Regions from separate parts of the Oryza sativa genome. Here region 2 is linked to region 1. The links are chromatin contacts, called in public HiCAR-type maps. All regions are on one chromosome and are shown on one strand. The core of a region is the stretch at or near the end of the contact, and the rest is flanking DNA. Distances in the headings are between cores, read along the strand shown. Region 1 holds the start of LOC4334213 (zinc finger protein 1). Region 2 holds the start of LOC4334232.

Evidence for each region. HiCAR-type assays count read pairs that join an accessible place to other places.
Region 2: a contact with region 1 is called in a HiCAR-type map of leaf, with 1.9 times the contacts expected there. The contact joins the promoter of LOC4334232 here to the promoter of LOC4334213 in region 1. A contact is called at or near these places in 1 of 15 Hi-C or Micro-C datasets (seedling) and 1 of 4 datasets of contacts at active chromatin or transcription factors (leaf).

What each region holds. Positions count from the first base shown.
Region 1 is chr3:32,575,684-32,579,116 of ASM3414082v1, forward strand. It overlaps LOC4334213 (zinc finger protein 1), which reads right to left and starts at 1,485. Exons shown (of 1, transcript XM_015777827.3): 1 at 277-1,485. The coding sequence starts at 1,356. The coding sequence ends at 547. It overlaps LOC107276337 (transcription factor bHLH84), which reads left to right and starts at 3,065. Exons shown (of 6, transcript XM_066308990.1): 1 at 3,065-3,433.
Region 2 is chr3:32,728,560-32,731,992 of ASM3414082v1, forward strand. LOC4334232 reads left to right here and starts at 1,675. Exons shown (of 8, transcript XM_015776201.3): 1 at 1,675-1,822; 2 at 1,923-2,088; 3 at 2,455-2,513; 4 at 3,089-3,207; 5 at 3,297-3,433. The coding sequence starts at 1,763.

The DNA of each region.
Region 1 (3,433 bases), core at 235-2,734:
GCTCCTGTTTCTTACCGTGTCTGTAAGCAAGGGAGACTGAGGTGTTTCGGTTCTGTGCAGATATGATCATGAAATCAATCTGTGTTTATGTTACAGCGTACTGTAGTACTGCACACGAATCAATCTCCAAGGCTGTGTTTAGATCTAAAGTTTGGATCCAAACTTTGGTTCTTTTTCATCACATCAACCTGTCATACACACACAACTTTTCAGTCACATCATCTTCAATTTCAACCAAAATTCAAACTTTACGCTGAACTAAACACAATCCAAGTATGGTCGAATATGGTCTACAATATATGACTGTCAAAGAACAAAGTGTAAAAGATACAGGTACAGTTCCAGTGTTACAAAGAACCAAGGAAGAGCTAGACCTATATCTGTATGACTGTATGTATGGCTATGTATCACTCGCTTGCTCTGTACAAAAGCAGGAACAAATTAAACAATAGCGGCACAAAACGAATCAACGAATAGTGTGTTTCGACTGAATTTCACTCCCTAGACAAAAACTCTCTGACGGATCGGATCCATGCAGCTGCTGAATTACGCGGTGAGAAGCCGGGGCTTCTTGAAGGCGAGGGGGCTCTGGACCTCCTCCTCCTCGTCCCACATCTTCTTGCCCTTGGAGCACGGCCGCCACACGAACTCCGGCACGGCCGGGAGGTTGAGGTCGAACGCCCGGGTGGCGGACTGGCCGTTGCCGGAGCTTCCCACCTCGGACTCGGCGGCCACCGTGGCCAGGAGCTCGGTTGAAGATGCGCCGGCGCCGGCGCCTACGCCACCGTCGTAGTGCTTCCTCTTGTGCCCGCCGAGCGCCTGCCCGGTGGGGAACTCCTTCTGGCAGATGGAACACCTGTGGACTCTGTTGGTCATGCCGTCGGAGGACGCGGCGGTGGATGACGTGGCTGGCTCGCGGTCCTCGGCGGAAGGCAGCAAGGCGGCGACGGGGGCGGGAGCCAAGACGGGAGCTGCGGGCGGAGTCGGCAGCTTGACCCGGTGGCTCGTCTTGTGGCCGCCGAGCGCCTGGTAGGAGCTGAAGGACTTGCCGCAGACGGAGCACTTGAACTCCGCACCTGCCGGCGGGGGCGCCGAAGCCGAGAGCGGAGGCGGCGCCTGGACGCGGTGGTGGCCGCCGCGGGCGAGCATGAGGAGGCAGAGCGCGAGGTTCTCCTCCTCCGATCGCTGGCGGCGCGACCGCTTCCGCTTCGCCCACCCCTGCGGCAGGTGTCCGCCCTCCTCCCCGCTCGTGGCGCTGCTGCTCGTCACGACCGTCGCCTCCTCCACCTCGTGCTGCTGCTGCTCCTCCTTGAGCACCGCGGCGTGGAGCGCTTCCATGGACGACGCGCTCGACATGCTTCCACCGCAATTCACAAAAGCAGCAAGCAGATCGACGACTTGTTATATCCGCTAGCTAAGCTTCGCTCGCTCGCCTCAAGCTAGTGTGGCAGCTGGCTGGTTGCTGTGTGGTGTGGTGTGGTGTGCGGAGTGGAGGGAGTGAGATGTGAGGTAGTTTTAAAGCAGTGGGGAGGGGTGAGGCGCGAGCGAGAGTGTGCGGAGGAGGAGAGAAGAGAAGACGTGGGAAGTTGCGTCGTAGGTGGGGGCAAGGCAAGCGAGGTGGTTGCGGCGTGGGCGCGCACGCGGCGGGGCGCGAGAGGGTGACGGGTGGGGGCGTGTCGTCGTGGGGACGGGGTGGCAGCGACCGTGAGACCGGTGGAGTGGCGGCGAAGGAGTGAGGCGGTTGGGGTGATTGGGTGGGCTTGGCTTGCTGGCTGGCTGGTTCGGCCGGGCGGGTGGGTGGTGGAGTGGAGGAAGAGGAGGAGGCGAGGCCACAACGAAAAAGTCGTGGTCAACGTGGTTGGGAAGACACGGGGATGGGAGGGCAAGCCAAAGGGAAGCGCAAGTTGAGTGGAGCTAGTGTGGCTGCGTGGGAGGTGGGGAGAGTGAGGACTGAGTAGGCTGCGCGCGCCGTGGCCTGTGGACTGTGGCGAAGCGGTCGTCGTCGTCGTCGGTTGTTGCGGGTGGCTTTGGGTTTGGCGTGCAAAGCGTACCCGCCCCGGTAACGACACTTCCGCCCGCACACTGGAGTGGCCAAGTTGGAGCTGGGTTAAGAGATTAACTACGCAACCGTTCAGATTTTGACACCTAATATCTGAATCGGGACACTGGCAAACCATCACAGTCAGTTTTTTTTTGTGGCATGGATTGGATGAGATGATGAGCAAGACTATATACTTGTATTATCCTACTATATTAGGTTACTTCCTGCGAGTAGATGATCTGTTTGCAGATTAGGAATGGCCAAAATTATCAACGCGTGGAGAAAGGCTCTATATAGGTATAGGAGTAGTTGCTTCAAAGTTTACCACACTTCTGAGAATAAAAGAGGAAGAAACCGTGAGTGATAGTGTGAAAAAGACAGAGGGTCAAATGGATAATAGTGGTTCAACCCCGCGGGCTATTAATTAGCACATGCCTAATGACACAGCCGAAGTGGTCATCGCCCTCGTGCTGATCACTAGCTAGACGGTTCCGGCTCCGATCCACGATTGCTCCGACCCGATAGCAAGTCAGACCCAAACCAGGCAAAATGGCAAATGGAGTTGGGCCGGAAGTGGTGCGTTCATGGAAGATTCCAACAGGCTGGTCTCCTTTTGGGGTCAAATAAAAATAACTGATCGACTGTGAGTTTCCGTCGGCTCAGCCGCTGAGGTTGCCATCGGCAGCCGGGATCTTCTGCACCCAGCAGCTATACCTGGTCCGATTAGGTAGGTCACTGTCGCATCGTTTAACGTTGATGCACTCAGTTATAAGTTAGAGCGCCACTAGCACTAGTGGCACCGCTCTATCCGTCGCTAACTGTGTGTGGACACATTTTCTTTTTCTTTTCTTTCGGGGCAGTTTGTGGACACACTGTTGATGCCACAACAGTTATGTGGTTCTGATTCCATTTTGATGCATGGGCCCTTGTGTCAGTAAATAGACAACATGGCTGTGTTGGAGTGGCACCACTTGCTCTATAGTTGCCACTAGCCCACCGTGCCGCAATCATCGTATTGTTGGGCATTGCATACATAATAAGCTAACAGACTGCTATATATATCATATAATTGTTGTTGTGCATGGAGGCACACATCCCACGCTACACTACACTACATTACTACCGGGCCATATCCTATTACACACTTGCTATATGCATGATGCAACGTACGCAAGCTCTCATCCCACCGGATACGTCACGCACGTTGAGACCGGCCGCACCTAACACGTCGCTTCTCTAGATAAAACACTCACACACACAGTACACTTGCAGGATAACTACTGGGCGTTTTTTTGCCCACGGGCCGAGTGGCACCCCAAAAAACCGCGGCAGACGCCACCCCACACGTCGGATCACACGAAGCAACGCGATCATCTCCATCTCCTCCTGGGT
Region 2 (3,433 bases), core at 425-2,924, 150 kb after region 1:
ACAACGAGGTGCGCGACCACGACATGGCGTTCCTGCACCTCACGAAGCACAGTAGTACGATCCGATCCGGTTTGATCCCCCGGATCAAATACCACTCCACGCCCCGTCGGTTTAGCATCCCACCGCGGCATCTCCGCATCCGCTCGCCGGATCGCGGGAGCCCAACCGGTGGTATATCCACGCTGATTCCCCGCGCGCTGCTCGCTCGGGCACCCACCAGCCACACGATGGCCCCCAAGCCTCCCTCGAATCAGACCCGCGTCGCGCCGTGCCGTGCGCGTCACATGGCGCCGCGCGTGGCGTGGTCCTCCTCCAGCCCGAAGCGGACAAAACGCCAATAAGAGAGGCGGGCGCGGCCGTGCGCACGGCGCCGAAACCACACGCAGCTTTCCTCGACTATTCCTCCTCCCGCTCCGCTCTCACATATCGCAACAACTAGACACGTAGCTTCGTCTTCCCGTCTCCCCACGGTTGCCGGAGCCGGAGTACGCGTATAAGTAGAGCCCCAACGCCGCGCGGTTAGCCAACGAAGCAACCAGTCAAGTACTACTACTCAACTGAGCTTTTCTTTGGAGTGTGTGTGCGAAGCTAGTGAATTCACTCAGCTAGCTCGGAGAGGCAGAGAGGAACAGACTAATCATTAATCAATGGCGGGCCTGGTTGGAGTTTGGCTGGGGGAGTTCGCCAAGATGGGCCGGGGGGCGGCACCGGCGGCCGACGCCGGGGTCGGCCAGCGAGCTCAGAGCGAAGGGGAGAGCTGCAAGAGTAAGGTTGGTGATGGTGTTGTGCAGGAGATCACGACGAGGACGAGGGACAGCAGCATCCTCCTCTCCGACTCCGAGGCCACCGTGTGCATGCTCATGGACCGCTTCGCCCCTGCCTGACGCCGCTCACTGGCCGCTGGGCTTTCGCCGGTAAAATGGATTGATGGAAGCGTGTACCGTGTATATAGTAGATATACTCTCTGTATATAACCACTTTGCCTTGCTATTTTGCATCAATTGTATCATATGGGTTGTAATCCTTCAAATTTGGAGTCGATTCATTGGTTAATATATGCAGCACTAGTGCTGGTTCTGATAACTTTTTGTCTGATGTCCCATCTGATTTCTCAACTGGCTTGCTATTGCCGTGAGCCCGTGACTACTCTTTACTCTTTCTTTTCTTCTTTCTTTTTTGGCGGGGACTACTCTTTACTTGAACCTTGAACGTTTGCCCTTGTCAACCAATTCTCAGTGGCTTCTGTATGTAAATCTTGTTGGAAAGAAAGTATTAGGATCTTCTTTGAATTTTTGTTTGAATGATCTAATCCTGGGCATGATGAGTAACGTGCTATCCAAGAAGCTCTGTAATCAAGTAGCTGGCCTGAGTATCCAAGAAACGAAGAGCTTATAGGGTGGGTTGTGTCCATGGAGTAACTATTATCAAGGTTCACGTAAACCGTTCAGTAATAACTGTCCGGTTTACCAAACGACCTGCACTGCACCGATTGGATACGTCTGATTTTAATTAATGGGCCAGGAAGTCCAGGCTACCTCCAATCCGGCCCATTTAACTCCCAAAGCCCGCAACTAAAATCACGGCCCAATTTGAGCCCACAACGAAATCGAATTCTCTCCGTCTCCACTCTCCTCTACGCAACAAAAGCGGCGTATTTCTTCTCGTCTTTCTCCCATCCGCTGCCTGCCTCCATAGCTAGCCCACTCGAGCCCTTCAACTTCTCGCCCAAGTTTTGAAGGGATCCAGCGCCGCCGCCGCCGCGATGGAGCACGCCGTCGTTGAGGGGGAGTCCTTCTCGCCCGACTGCTCCACCCTCCTCATGGTCCGGGTCGCCCTAAACCTCTCTCCTCTCTCCGGTTTGAATAGCTTTGCCTCCATGGCTCATGACGCGGGTTGGTGATCCTTTTTTTGGGGGGCTGCAGCCGGCGCTCTCGATCGGCAACGTGGGGCAGCTCGCCGTCGACCTGCTGGTGTCTTCGTCGCGCGCGAGGCGGGTGGCGTACCTCGACGAGCCGTCCGTGCTGCCCTGCGCCGGCAACGACGCCTTCGGCCCCGACGCCGTCGGTGATCTCGCGCTCGCGCTGGAAGGTTGGGTGCTCTGTCCTTTGCTCTGCTGTGCTATGCTAGCAGGACGCTTGATGGATTGGATTGTGTTAGGGGTGGTGAACTGGTGATTGGGTGTGTTCGTACTTTAAATCCTTCTATTATGCACACCAACTGTTCGATGAAATGTGTTATAGTCCGGCATGAACAATTCCTCCTCTGCACACCAGCTACTTGATGAAATGCCTTGTTCAGGTCTAAGAGAATAATCGGCACAAGAAATTAAAAAAAATACCTTAAGATTCAGCCACGCATATTGTTCTTCAGCAATGGCACTACTTAGTGTGTGAATAATAATTGAAATATAATGTCTACTTACTTTGTCACCTTCTGTCTCTTTTCTCTTTACAGCTTATGAATCTCCATCCCATAGGCTGGCCTTCATACAGCAACGGTCCCCAATTATTACAGTATGTTGATTTTACCTATTTGCCACATATTTTCGGTTTTAACTTTATAAATCTCAAAGAGTACTTAAAGATACTTTTCACTTGCTTACGTGGGTGATTATGATTCATGTAGTTACAGAATCTTGTGAGCTTTGTTGCACATGCTTCAGGGTTCTTTCAAGAATGCATAAAGAACAATATTGAGCTCTATTGTATTTGATATTATAATATCAAAATTGTACTCCATTTGTTTGAAATTATAGAATCAGCTTCCCTTTCTTTTTTGTACATCACACATTACATTTCCTAGACTAACATCTGTCCCTTGGATATTTGTTCCTTGTGAACTAAATTTACATAGCACATTTGTTATTCTGAAATGATTTAGAGAAAATATAGTTATTGATCTATTGACCTTTTCTTTAAAGAGGTACGATGGGGGTGAGACTAGAGTTGCAGGCGATGCTTGGGCCTTTCACTCTTTGTTTGGAATTTTGGTAGTTGGTGAAGTCCTATAAGTTGTCTGCAGTCTGCACCTATAATTGATGATTTTTTTCATGAGTTGTGACACCTTTAAACCTTTTATACTGGTTCAGGGGATGGTGGTTTCATTTGCAAAAAATGTTGCTAATTTTATAAGCAGCATTGAAAAAGACCATGTTGTTATCCTTTCAAGTTTAGATTCAGGCAAGAGAAGGATAATTGATGCATCCAGGTAATTGAAATGTATAGCTTCACATATCCTGTCTTTTATGATTAGGATTAGGATTGCGTCTCATTCTCATTAATTGTTTTATCTATTAGTGATATGCAAGTATATTACCTTTCAAGTTGCAACGAGGACGGTTCTGATCCGAAATGTGAGAACTTAGGCTGGAAGAAGCTTGAGGAATACGATCCATCTCAGCAAAGGTGGAAGTGTCTTGCTAGCCTAGTTGAAG